4 separate regions of the Mus musculus genome follow, and regions 1, 2 and 3 are each linked to region 4. Evidence: chromatin contacts called from public HiChIP or PLAC-seq and promoter capture Hi-C data. All regions are on one chromosome and are shown on one strand. Each heading gives the region's core, a stretch centred on a gene start, on an enhancer-like site or on the middle of the called end of the contact. The rest is flanking DNA. Distances are from core to core; before and after follow the strand shown.

Region 1 (3,051 bases), core at 111-2,610, 740 kb before region 4:
ATGTCTGCATTGAGGGTTTGCAGAGACAGTTTATAAAGACTGTCAGTAGCTGGAAATTAACAAAAGGTCCCATTAATGTGACAGTTTCATCTGGACTTTTCAAAGTTAGTTATTTTTGATGTGAAATTCAAATGCTTCTATAAAGCAGACACATGAAGACTTATGCATTCCACTTAAAGGTTCTAAGGAGAAGGGGGAAATGTGCATCTCTTGGTGCCTGTGGGCTTCAGGGAATACAAGCACTTGCTCCCCAAATGCAGGGCAGGGCAGTCAGTCTCTTCACTGCCACCCCATGAGCAGCTGAGGCCACTGAGGACCAGAGGGAGCTATGCCTCCTTCCAGGGTAAACCTGCAGCAGATGAAGTGCGCAGGCTGACTGCCCTCAGTCCAGCAAGGTTCCTTGTCTCAGGCCCGGGTGCTGAAGGTGCGGCTGTGGCTCTCAGGATTCCTGGGACTGTAAACATCTACAGAGCTGCTTTAAAACTTTACAATATTTCAGTGTCACATCGGCACTCAAACTGGAAGGAGGAGTAACAACAGAAGATATGTTACTCACACAGCTGCTGTGTGTCCCTAACAGGGGCCCAGGACAGGACTCGGCCCAGCTGTTCATGACACTGCAGCCCCAGTCTGCCCTGCTTCTGCACTGCTCTGCTGATCTCATGTCTGCTCAAGCTGTCTAGCACCTGCTGCTGCTAAGTCCTCGGGGCATGTCAGGACCCCGTGACATCAGTGCGGAGCATAGCTCCTATCTCCTGAAGCCCACGGCTCCATTCTCCATGGTCAGGTCACCTTTTTTCTCCTACACCCCCAGTGGCACCGATAACCTTTATCATTGCTTTAGCCTGCCACCTGCCCACTCGTGACCATAAAGGTGACCTCTCTATAGCTGCTCTGCTGTTGCTCATGCCCAGTGCTCATCACAAATGCCGTGTGTGTGTGTGTGTGTGTGTGTGTGTGTGTGTGTGTGAGACATTTCTTGCCTGAGTTGTTCATAAGCTTCTTAGAAGTTCCAGAGCACAGTACGCTTATTCAGCACACTGATGTTGAAGGTTGATTTTTTTGTACAAATGCCCAGCTCCTTCCTTCCCTGTTCATTTTTTGGATGGGACCTTTTCTGACCTGCCCCTGGTGAAAGATGAAATACTGGGGGCAGGCCCCGCTCTGGTGCAGCCTGGATGGGAGCCATACCCAAAGGCTAGTGAGCTCAACGCTTATTCCAACAGCAGTGCTCGCCTGCAGGTGATGGCTTGTGAGGGCCGCTAGTGGATTAGCAACTGGACAGACAGACTACGAGGAAGTTGCCCTTCACGGTCACACCCCTCCCTGTGCCCTCTTCTCTGCTTCCAAGCTACCGAGCTGAGCAGCTTTGCCACATCCTTCCGTCATGCTTTCTGCTTTGCTACAGACCTAAACGCAACAGAGCCAGCTGGCCGTGGGCGTGTGTGTGTGTGTGTGTGTGTGTGTGTGTGTGTGTGTGTGTGTTGGCTTGTGTTTCCTGAAACCTGTCAGGGAAGCTCTGTCTGTGTGCAGATGTGCTTGACAAAGGAAGATGGAACAGAACTGAGGAGGTCAGAACAAGGCTGGAATAAGGCCTGAAGCTGGGGAAGAGAGCCTTCATACTGCTTTGTGAAGTTAGAGAACCTCTGGCTTCAGGTACTTCTCCCCTGGGGTAGCCTTCCGTGGCACTTTCCTTGCCTTTTAAGCCATGAAGAACACTCTTGGCTTCCTTTACTGGTACAAAGTTTTTACTGGCTACTCTTATGTCAACTCGACACAAGCTAGGGTCACCTGAGAAAAGGGAACCGCCCACCTAGAGCGGCCTATAGGTAAGTCTGTGGTGCATCTTCCGGATGGACATGGAAGTGGCCAGTTCACTGTGGGCAATGCCACCCTGGCGGTCCTAGGTGCTATGGAATCAGGCTGAGGGAACAAGGCAGTAGGCAGTACCGCATGGCCTCTGCACCGGAGAAGACAGACGGTGGCGTGGACGCATAAGCTGACTAAACCTTCTCCTCAGTGGTAATGGTGCTTCATGAGAACAACAGAAACCCAAGCAAGGTAAACCTCCAGCCAAGGGCTGCTGAATGGATCCTGACTGTACACACGGGATAGAGTCCTCTGACTAATGCTTTGTCCTGACTCAGCCTTAGTGGACAAACCAAAGCTCTGAAGCCTGCAGTGTCCTGAAAATATGCACCCGAAGTTGGGGTCTAAGGAAGATGGAAGATCAAGGAAGAAGCAGGAAAACTGGGCACTAAGGCAGTAGAGGTGTCCAAAAGGGACAGCGACAGTGTGACCTGGGCACTCCCTGGCTTCCTTTGCCCATGCTGCAGACAGCGGGGCCGAGTCCAGTGGGGCTGATGGTGAGAGCAGAGTAAAGAGCTTGGGGCCAGGCTGAGGTGTTCTCTGAGCAGGAAAGCATGGAAGGGCTGTATAGACATGGGCCTGGGCATCGGGCTTTCCTCCAGCTGGTCTAGGATCTCTGGCCTCTCTTACCTTCTATGGTGTAAGTAGACCAGTCCCTGGCCGGACAGATGCACTTTGGCTGAAGCTGGCTATAGCAGGCCACCCACAGCAGTCACTTCTGGAAATAACCTCCCCACCCAGCAGCTACTGGATCGGGGGCGGCCATGGACCACAGTAGCTGCTAAACCCATACTTACAGCTGCTGGGCTTGTGAACTGGCACAGCATCCCATTCTGGTGGAGGAGAATCCTTTTCACCCTCTGAGCTGCTGGTATTACCTAGTTCTTGACTGCTGGGGAGGAACTTTGAGAGGGCAACTGGCCTGTTTTCCACTAACTTATTTGTACCTGCACAGAATTCAGAAAGGAAAGTTAATGTGGGAAGGGTTTTCTCTCATGAGCCTGCTTCAGTGAACCCTCAACACAGCCTTCACAGGCTTCCCAACACAGCTGGCAGCTACTGCATGGCTACCACCAGGCGCTGGCAGTCATGAAAACAGTGAACCAAAAACATCTGTGATCAACATGATGATACCTTTTGTTTTCGGGGGATTTCGTGATTTGGATCCACTTGCTAGTGTAG
Region 2 (2,737 bases), core at 41-2,540, 600 kb before region 4:
AAAAAAAAAGCAGCATTCACTGTGAATTAATTCATGAAGGTTCTGTGACTGCTCACACTTCTCCTTGGGCTCACGTTCAGAAACAGGTAGTCCAGAACACCCCCACCCCCAAATTAGTCTTCAAGACTGCAAAGTAATTTCTGATCTTGTCAAAGTACCAGTTTTACAACCTTACAATATTAGAGGAGTTATTAAAACTGGAGTGCGGCTTCAATTGTGAGTTACAGGTGAAGGGTGTGCAAGCTGGGAACTTGACATTCGTTTCTAAGGGCTCACACATCAAAGAGAAAGGCACCGAATTACGTGAGGATATTAAAGCAGAAATGGAAACCGGCTTCCAGTAGCTTACTAGAGGCAAATGAGAGTCTATTTAGGGCTAATAACAAACGATCCTCCATACCGCAAAGGGATAGTGAAGAAGGATACTAAGGAAACAAGAGCCTCTTCAAAGAGATGTCCCAGCAAATAGAAATTTTATAAGCCGTGTATTGAAGCCTTTCCACCAGTCTCGCTTTTTTTTTTTCTTCTTTTTTAACCACCGCATTTTAAAGTGAGCTCGGTCCGCATGCCCAAATTAAAACCTGACAAAGGGAAAACAAGAAAAGCGTCCCGCGATCGACCTAGCAGGAGCCACCAAGAAGCCTAAAAGCGGGGTGCCTCCTCGCATAGCGGGCCAAGTGGCAAGAACCTACAAGAGAGCTCGGGAAGTTTTATGGGCACTGACAGTAGACGAGGGAAAGACCGGGACACGGTGAGGGGAAAGGAATCACGGAGCAGCGGCAGAGCCGCGGCGCGCGGCCGACGCGGCAGCTCGCCGAACCCCGAGTCGCCGGCTCGGGACGGGGCTCGACCCAGCAACTTCGCGCCGGCGCCCGTCGCGGGCCTCCCTCTGCCGCCTGTCGCCCGCCGCCCGCCGCCGGCAACCCACCTTCCTTCTCGGCCCGCGCCGCGGCCACCACGAGGGTCATCACCAGGTGCAGCGCTCCCAGGAGGCCCGCGGCTGCGCTCCGAGGACCCCCGCCTCGGCCAGCCGCGGGCTCCAGCCCGGCCGCGGAGGACGTGGAGGCGGCGGCGGCGGCGGCGGCTGCTCCTCCCGCCCGCTTCCCCATCCTGGCGGGCCGGGGGCCGCCGAGCTCGAGGTCCTGCGCGACCCTTCTCCGCGAGGCGACGGCAGCGGCGCGGGAGCCGTGGTCCGGGCTATGGCCGCGGTGCCCGAGGAGAGAGCGGTTGTGGGCCCAGAGCTCGGGCTCCCGGCGTGGGTCTGGGTCGGTGCGTGCGTGGGAGCGAGAGTGTCAGTCACAGTCTCGGCATCGGCATCGCCTACGAAGAGCCGGAACGGAGAGGCCGCGGGTCAGGCACGGCGGGCGGCCATACTGGAAACGGGCAAGGGCCGCGGGCCCCGGCGCTGGCCTCTAAGGGGCGGGGCAGAGCGCAGGGGCCCGCCCCCTCCGTGCCAATACCTGGGCGGCCCGCCGGTTCGCGTGCTCCCCGTGGACTCCGTGAGCTCCGGCTCCTCGCCCCGCCCTCAGAATCACACGGGCTTCACCGACCGGACGGGCCGGGGCGGCCAACCGCACCCTGTCACTGCCGCACGGCCCGGGAGAAGGAGGGAGAGGGACCCGGGCCGGCCAGGAGTTAAGATGGCGGCCGGAGCTTCACGGAGGCAATGACGGCAGTCACGTGGGAGATAGGGTAGCCACGCTGCGCAGCCGCTTTGGTGCGTGGGCGGGGCCCGGCCGCGCCTCCGACGCCGGGACAAACCCGGGTCTAGTGGTACTGCAATGTCCGAGCCTTTCAGAGGGCTGAGTGCGCATCCGGAGCCCAGCGCCGACAGTCCGTGCCAGTGATTTCTCGGGTCGCACCTCTGCCTCTCGGTGGCTTTGACGTGGGAAGTGTTCAGGGTCCGATTCAATTTCTTGCAGTGCTTCCTTAAGAACGGGGGACCCGCCCTCTTTACATTTGTGTCTTCCAAAGCGTACCCAAGAGGGACTTAATGGAACCTTCGTACCTCTTGTTCACAGGAAGCCCTTTTTATGCAGTTTCTTTGCTTGCTTGTATTTGGAAACTTACCATGTGTGTAAAAAGCATTAGTTGGGGCGGGGTGGAGGAACAAGGCGAGGTGTGCCAGAAATCAGACTGGGTTTTCTCTGTCTTGGAATGATCAATATGTTTCTATGCGCATACTCCTTTCAAAGGCCAAAATCAAAGATGGTGTGTCTTAGTCTCCTGTAAGAAGCACCTCATGTCTCCCAGGTTAAAGTTTGAGTGTGTGTGTGTGTTTTTCTGTGTGTCTGTTTGCTCGATACAAGTCTTAATCTAGGCCCTTTGGGGAAGGGGAAGGAAGGATATTGTCACAGTTTGGTAGCCTGGTCACTTCCCCCCAGAGCCTAGCCCCAGAGTCTTTTTTTGCTTTTCTCAGCTTTTGGTTGAGTTAGTCGATCTATTTAAAAGGCCACATTTGCCTATTGCATGTCTTAGAACAAACTAGAAAAGAAAATGGGATTTCAGAAAACCTTTTTTAAAAGGTACTCAACGTTCTTCCTTCTGCTGTCGTCCTGTTTGTGAAGCAAACATGTAAATTAATAATACATTTTGAAGGCGTCCTCACCCCCGATGGCTTTTGGTTTGCCCCCCACCCCCACCCCCAAGGCATTCTCCTTCTGTAGCCTAGGTTGACCTAGAACTCACTGTGAGCCCAGGCTGGAGTGGAACTCATTGTGTTCCTTAAAAGTCAGTA
Region 3 (2,774 bases), core at 68-2,567, 710 kb before region 4:
GAAACCTAAAGGTCTCCTTCTCTACATGAAAGCCTACTTTCTAAGATAAGAGGACAAGAAGATATCTCAAGACTCATCCATCTTGAAGAAAGCCACACACAAAGGTGCCCTGAAACTGTGTCCTAGTAGGAAGAGTGAGCACACCTCAGGGCACTGTGACCCCATGTGGCCTCTGCAGTGTTTCTCCCCAGCTTGGCAGGGTAAGCACGGTCCACTGTCAAAGGGTAAGGCTGCACTCTAGTGAGCACTAGGGACTGAGGCTCACTACAGAGGCACTGAACTTGGAAGTGAGGCTCGGATGCTTACAACTTAGGAAATCAGGTCTATCTACACAAACTTAAAGTTAAGACAAACAAACAAATAAACAAACACCCCACTAAATGGTGTATTTTTAGTATATATTTAAATTGAACACTTTATAAGGTTTATTTTTTTAAATTATCCTCAATGATACAAATCATTTTAACTGAAAGAATTCAAAGATATCAATTCTATCCGCACTGTTCTAATAAAGAGAGCCTCGGGCTGGTGAGATGGCTCAGTGGGTAAGAGCACCCGACTGTTCTTCCGAAGGTCAGGAGTTCAAATCCCAGCAACCACATGGTGGCTCACAACCATCCATAACGAGATCTGACTCCCTCTTCTGGAGTGTCTGAGGACAGCTACAGGGTACTTACATATAATAAATAAATAAATAAATAAATAAATAAATAAATAAATAAATAAGCAAATCTAAAAAAAAAAAAAAGAAAGAAAGCCTCAGAGTATAACGCAATGTTTCAACAGTCGGGTACCGAGAGGACTGAAGCCAGGCTCCTGACTCGGTACAGGGCCACTTGTCTGACATCCTGGTATACAAATTGCACAGTAACCTTAATTCTAAGTATCAAATCATTGGGGCTGTGTGAACTTGACATCAAAGCCCACTTATCCCCCCCCCTCCCCCCAGGACAATCCTCCACCTGTGAAGCTCATGCCTGCTTCACGGCCGGCAGGGCACTAGATTCCTCCCCAGTCGAGGCTGATCCTTATAAAGGAGAACTCTTCCCAGTCTGAGCATCAAATGTGAGTCCCTTGAAGCCACAACAGAAGTGAGAAGAATATGAAAAAGGACACTGGCCTGCAGCCTGGTGCTTGCTATGGCAGGGACTTAAGAAGATTAGAGTAACTCCAGGGCCTGCCAGGGCAGCTCACTCTCCCACGCACTGCCATTAGCCCTGGGGGCTAGCAAGACCTCACAGGCTGGGGCACCCTAAGGACTGCTCCCTCCCTCCCGCAGAAGCACTGCTGGAATCCTTGCACCTCTGCTCTCCCAGCATGAGCTTCTCATCTGCTTCACTGTGCGCTGAAGACTGGGCTGGGAACCAGAAGATCTGCTCACAGCAATTCCTTACTTATCAATAAGCTTACTGTTAGTAGCAACCGTCTAAAACACAGACCTCTCCATCCCCTCAAGCATATGTAAGCATTTTGAGAGTAAACAAAGAACAGCTAGAACTGTGAGCTAAGCTGCAAATGGAAGGAAGTTTCTTTTGCTTTTATTGCACGATTTTACCACCCGAGCAAGGGAAGCCACGGAGCACACGTGGCAGGCAGGCAGGCAGCAGGAGTGCAGCTGGAGCCCCAGCTGCTCGTGGCCACACTCAGGCTCACTTCCCCACCTGTGAGAATTTCTCTAGGGTATGATCTGTCTGCGGAGCTAGAGAGCTGGCCTTGTGAGCTGAGGCCTCAGAGGGCTTTCCTTCACTGTCTACCTTGTGAGACAGCAACAATGGAAGCACGGCCATGTCCAGACATGCTCCCTTGCTGCAGCGGTTCCTGAGGGGCCACACCGTAGCATGCTCTCTGTGGTAGCAGCCTTGCAAAACCGTACCAGAAAGAACAAGTCATGTTTTTTTGCTGAGATACAGTTGTTATAAGCAGGAAGATCTTAAAATACATGTTGAAAAAAAATGATTCTTTCACTTCAAATGCAATACTTTAAGCATTGCCAAATGAGAGAGAGAATTTACATTCAGAGTTATCACTGCAAAACATACTGCACTAATAGTGAACAAATGTAAAGTTGGTGAGCCACTTTACACAAGGAGTCTGAACTGTGCACTCTTAAAAATAAACCTGAATCATCAGGTAAAACTCATTTGTCTAAGGAAATAACAAATAAATAAATAACAAACAAAAATCACAATAAAATACTTAAAGTTCATTCAGGTAACTTAAGATGAAAAAATTATTCAAAATCATTGCCTTGTAATGAACTTATTTATACTAGCCACTTTAGTACTAGTTACTAACTACTGCTAATTCAAAGATGACTTAAGAAATGGGAAAGCAGGGCTGGAGAGATGGCTCAGTGGTTAAGAGCACTGACTGATGATCTTCCAGAGGTTCTGAGTTCAATTCCCAGCAACCACCTGGAGGATCAAAACATCTGTAATGGGATCTGATGCTTGCATCTATTCTTAATACATGTTTAGTCTTTTCTCATGATATTCAGGTCAAACTAGCACTCAGTAATTATGTCAGGTGTGGTGTGCATGCCTATAATCCCAGTACCTAGGAAGCTGAGGTAGATCTCTGTGAGTTCAGAGCCACGTGTGAGACCTTGGTTTTTTGTCTTTTTTTAAAAAAAAGATTCCAAGACATATTGAGCAGTCAGAGCATGCCAACAAGCGAGGGGAAACCGGCTAGTACATAGCAACTGGATATTTTGTGTATACATTCACTAGAGCAAATGTCAAGCTGATACAAATGGCTCCCACTCATCAACTACC
Region 4 (2,931 bases), core at 253-2,752:
GTTAGACACAGGTGACCTACATTTGTGTCCGAGGCCACATATGTGAATACTTATCTACCGCCCTTACCTTAAGACTGTCCTGGCTATATTAATTGATAACAACCAAGTCTTTGAACAAAAAAATGACTACGTAACTAGCCATTCCTCCATCCTCCAAAAGAGGCTTCAACTCTAAACCGCAGAATGAGGAATATGTTTTGTTAATAGATTTAACAATCTTGCATCTGGGTTTGTTTTTTTTTTTTAATTAAGTTTTTAAAGTGTTCTCTGAAATATCCCATATGTTCCACGGCTAAGAACACTTTGGTTAACATTTGGTAGAGTCCTTCATCAGCATCCCACAGACAAAACAGAGGTGCCTGAAAGAACAAGAGGCACGATTCATGACACCCCGGATCAATGAACACCATGACGTAAGCCTGCACAACTTTATAAACCGCAATTATGAAAAACTCATGCCCTTTCCACTTAGAGAACATAAATATTTCTTTTATACAGCTTACATAATTTCATTGTCTAGTATGTGTTATGATTTACACTCAGGGGTTAATGGAACCTATGTCACCATAACCTGTTAGTAAAACTATTCTTTAAGCATTTGGAAGAGAAAGGAGCCTGAACCACAGAGCGCGTGTTACATGATTCTAAATTTAGATTTTTACATTCAAGTGAATAACCATGTCATTCTTTTATCTTTTACTAAATAATTTGTCGGCAGCAAAAAGCACAACAGCAAAATAGATGGCAGGCTCGAAGAAGATAACATACCATCTACAGCTATTTCCGAATTCTAAATGTAAGCCGTGAACCCGCTCCTGAGATCACAACGCTTAGAGAAATAAAAGCGGGCGCGGGAAGCGTACCACTGCCACCACTTAACGCCAAGCCTTCCAGACATCACCTGTCACACCTGGAGGGGTCCGAGACCCCACCTGAGGTCGGGGAGGGGATCCCACTCGCCGCTTCCATGGGATGGAGGAAACCCAGGCCTGGGAGGAATCCGGGCTCGCTCCCCCCGTACCTCCCGGAACATCTTAGTTCCCCGCAGGCAAGCGGCCCCCGCCCTACCTGCCCCGCGGCGGCGCCACCTCCAGCCCCCCAGCCCCCCAGCCCTCCAACCCTCCAGCCTTCCAACCCTCCAGTCGCGGGATCCTGCCCGCAACTCTTGGTCTCGGTGCACGCGCACACAGCACTGCACTTTCCCGGTGCTCCGGGACCGCCCGAGGCTCCAGGCCAACCACCGGGAAGGAGCGCAGCACCGAGGGGCTGCGGCTGCGGCGAGGCGCGGAGGGCGGCCGGCCCGCGCCCCGCTCCCGGTTCCGAGGCCCGGTGCGCGCGCGATCGGACGGCGGCCTCGGGACGCCCCGCCTCAGCCACCAGCAGGTGGGTGTTCCGCGGACCCCGCCGTACTCCTCCTGGCCGCCCCCTGCCCGGCGCCCCGCGCTCCTCACCTGCCGCGGGCCAGGGCGCTTCTGCCGCGGCCGCCGGCGTCGCTGCTGGAGCCGCCTCCGCCGCCGCGGGCCGCGCGCCCCGCCCTCGCCAGGGACAGCCCCTGCCCAGCCCCCGCCCCAGTTCCCGCCAGCCATTGGCCGCCACTTCCCTAAGCGCCCCGCCGCCGCTGCCAGTGGCCGGCCAGCCTGTCACTCAACGGCGCAATAGAGCAGCCTATATATTTCTCCCCAGCCCCTTTTTGCATCGGTGTTGCGGCCGGGGCTGGAGCGCAGCCGCCACATCTGGCTTGTACCCTCCGGCCTGAGCGCATGCAACCTCGGGAGGCAACAAAGGCCCCAGTGAGCCCACGGAATACAACCTGGTCACCATGGCCTTTCCTCCTAGCTCTGGGTCCCATCTTCTGGCGGTCCAGGCGCGGTGACAGGTCCTGGCTCTAATCCAACCATAGCTTCCAAGGCCCGCTGTTCCAAGCATTACACTGCCAGCATCAGTGAGGAGCATCGTTATCCTCCAGCTTCCAGGAGGAGGCAGAGACGCAGGGAGGACCATTTGGAGCAACTAGAAGCAACAAATATGACTAGGGTTTAAAGGCACACCACTCAGTGCTAATGTCCCCGATTTTTCTACTATGCAGTGTTAGTCTTCCCTTCTCTCTTGAGCACGTGTCAGATGACCATTTCTTAAAGTTTAAAACTGGTTTCAGATCGAAATGGATGGACATCTATAGAAAACGTGAGTGGCCTGCCCCTGTGCACGTTATCTGTTAGCTATCAAGCCTGGCATATATTAAGATCTTTAATTGCTTCTTACCATAATCCCGGCAAATCTTTAATTGCTTATCATATATGTTAATCCCCATTTCTCACAGATGAGCTTAAAAGGTTAAAGAGTTTACCTGTGGTTACAGAGCTAATAAGATAAGAGATGTGTCTGTCCTCCCTGTTACCATAATCCTCCCAACAACACTGCAAAGACATACAAGAAATCAAAAAACTAGGAAACAGCCTTGTTCCTGGCAAACACCAAGGCAATAAATATCTGGATCAGAAGACGACAGTAATTCAAAAATAGAAAACTCTAGTATACAACATCGGAATGAGGGGTTTTTGTTTTTGGGGGGGACGTTTTTTTTTTGTCTCAAAATTAAGTGTTTAATAATTAGCTATTATATTTATAGGTTTCTCAGCTCTCCTGTGGTGAGATTTCTCTCCGTTGTTCCTAAGCTGTTTTCAAAATCCCAAAAGAGGCTCACAGTCTTCTTCCCCCAGCTCTGCACCAGCCGGGGTATGGGAGAAGCATGATAAACCCAGTGGCAGCTTTGCTTTCTACTTTGGGGGGAAATAGAGCTAAATTCCCTGTATAACTGTGCCTAAAACATTGACAGTTAGCAACCCAGCACTAGACTTCAAGATGGACACAAGCACTATAGATGGAACCCCTACCAGACACAGCGTCTGAAACACGGTTGGGGTGAATTGC

What was found. Promoter capture Hi-C pulls out the DNA fragments that hold promoters and counts their contacts. HiChIP or PLAC-seq counts read pairs in DNA pulled down with a chosen protein or histone mark.
Region 1: an H3K4me3 HiChIP or PLAC-seq map of pro-B cells shows a contact between it and region 4, with 4 times the contacts expected there. The contact joins the enhancer-like site here to the promoter of Mgat4a in region 4. A contact is called at or near these places in 3 of 39 promoter capture datasets (cranial neural crest, hippocampal neurons and stem cell-derived epiblast-like cells), 2 of 484 Hi-C or Micro-C datasets (B cells and embryonic stem cells), 6 of 115 datasets of contacts at active chromatin or transcription factors (astrocytes, bone marrow-derived macrophages, embryonic limb bud and 3 more) and 1 of 9 other capture datasets (embryonic stem cells).
Region 2: a contact with region 4 is called in an H3K27ac HiChIP or PLAC-seq map of microglia, with 5 times the contacts expected there. The contact joins the promoter of Tmem131 here to the promoter of Mgat4a in region 4. A contact is called at or near these places in 1 of 39 promoter capture datasets (pre-B cells), 1 of 484 Hi-C or Micro-C datasets (embryonic stem cells), 1 of 115 datasets of contacts at active chromatin or transcription factors (microglia) and 1 of 9 other capture datasets (adipose tissue).
Region 3: a contact with region 4 is called in a promoter capture Hi-C map of cranial neural crest. The contact joins the enhancer-like site here to the promoter of Mgat4a in region 4. A contact is called at or near these places in 4 of 39 promoter capture datasets (cranial neural crest, hematopoietic stem and progenitor cells, neutrophils and 1 more), 1 of 115 datasets of contacts at active chromatin or transcription factors (bone marrow-derived macrophages) and 1 of 9 other capture datasets (liver).

What each region holds. Positions count from the first base shown.
Region 1 is chr1:36,796,276-36,799,326 of GRCm38.p6, forward strand. It overlaps Tmem131 (transmembrane protein 131), which reads right to left. Exons shown (of 41, transcript NM_018872.2): 34 at 3,004-3,051; 35 at 2,667-2,816; 36 at 1-49. Among named protein-coding and RNA genes, the nearest start is that of Zap70, 36 kb to the left of the region's middle. Within about 2 kb of position 1,361, at least 75 of the 459 cell types and tissues checked have an H3K27ac peak or open chromatin away from gene starts, as enhancers often do. A contact at or near this core is called in B cells and pro-B cells, where this site is marked.
Region 2 is chr1:36,938,237-36,940,973 of GRCm38.p6, forward strand. Tmem131 (transmembrane protein 131) reads right to left here and starts at 1,291. Exons shown (of 41, transcript NM_018872.2): 1 at 929-1,291. The coding sequence starts at 1,109.
Region 3 is chr1:36,829,879-36,832,652 of GRCm38.p6, forward strand. All of the region lies in intron 11 of Tmem131 (transmembrane protein 131), which reads right to left. Among named protein-coding and RNA genes, the nearest start is that of Zap70, 69 kb to the left of the region's middle. Within about 2 kb of position 1,318, at least 82 of the 459 cell types and tissues checked have an H3K27ac peak or open chromatin away from gene starts, as enhancers often do. A contact at or near this core is called in stem cell-derived epiblast-like cells, where this site is marked.
Region 4 is chr1:37,539,514-37,542,444 of GRCm38.p6, forward strand. It overlaps Mgat4a (mannoside acetylglucosaminyltransferase 4, isoenzyme A), which reads right to left and starts at 1,503. Exons shown (of 16, transcript NM_173870.3): 1 at 1,452-1,503.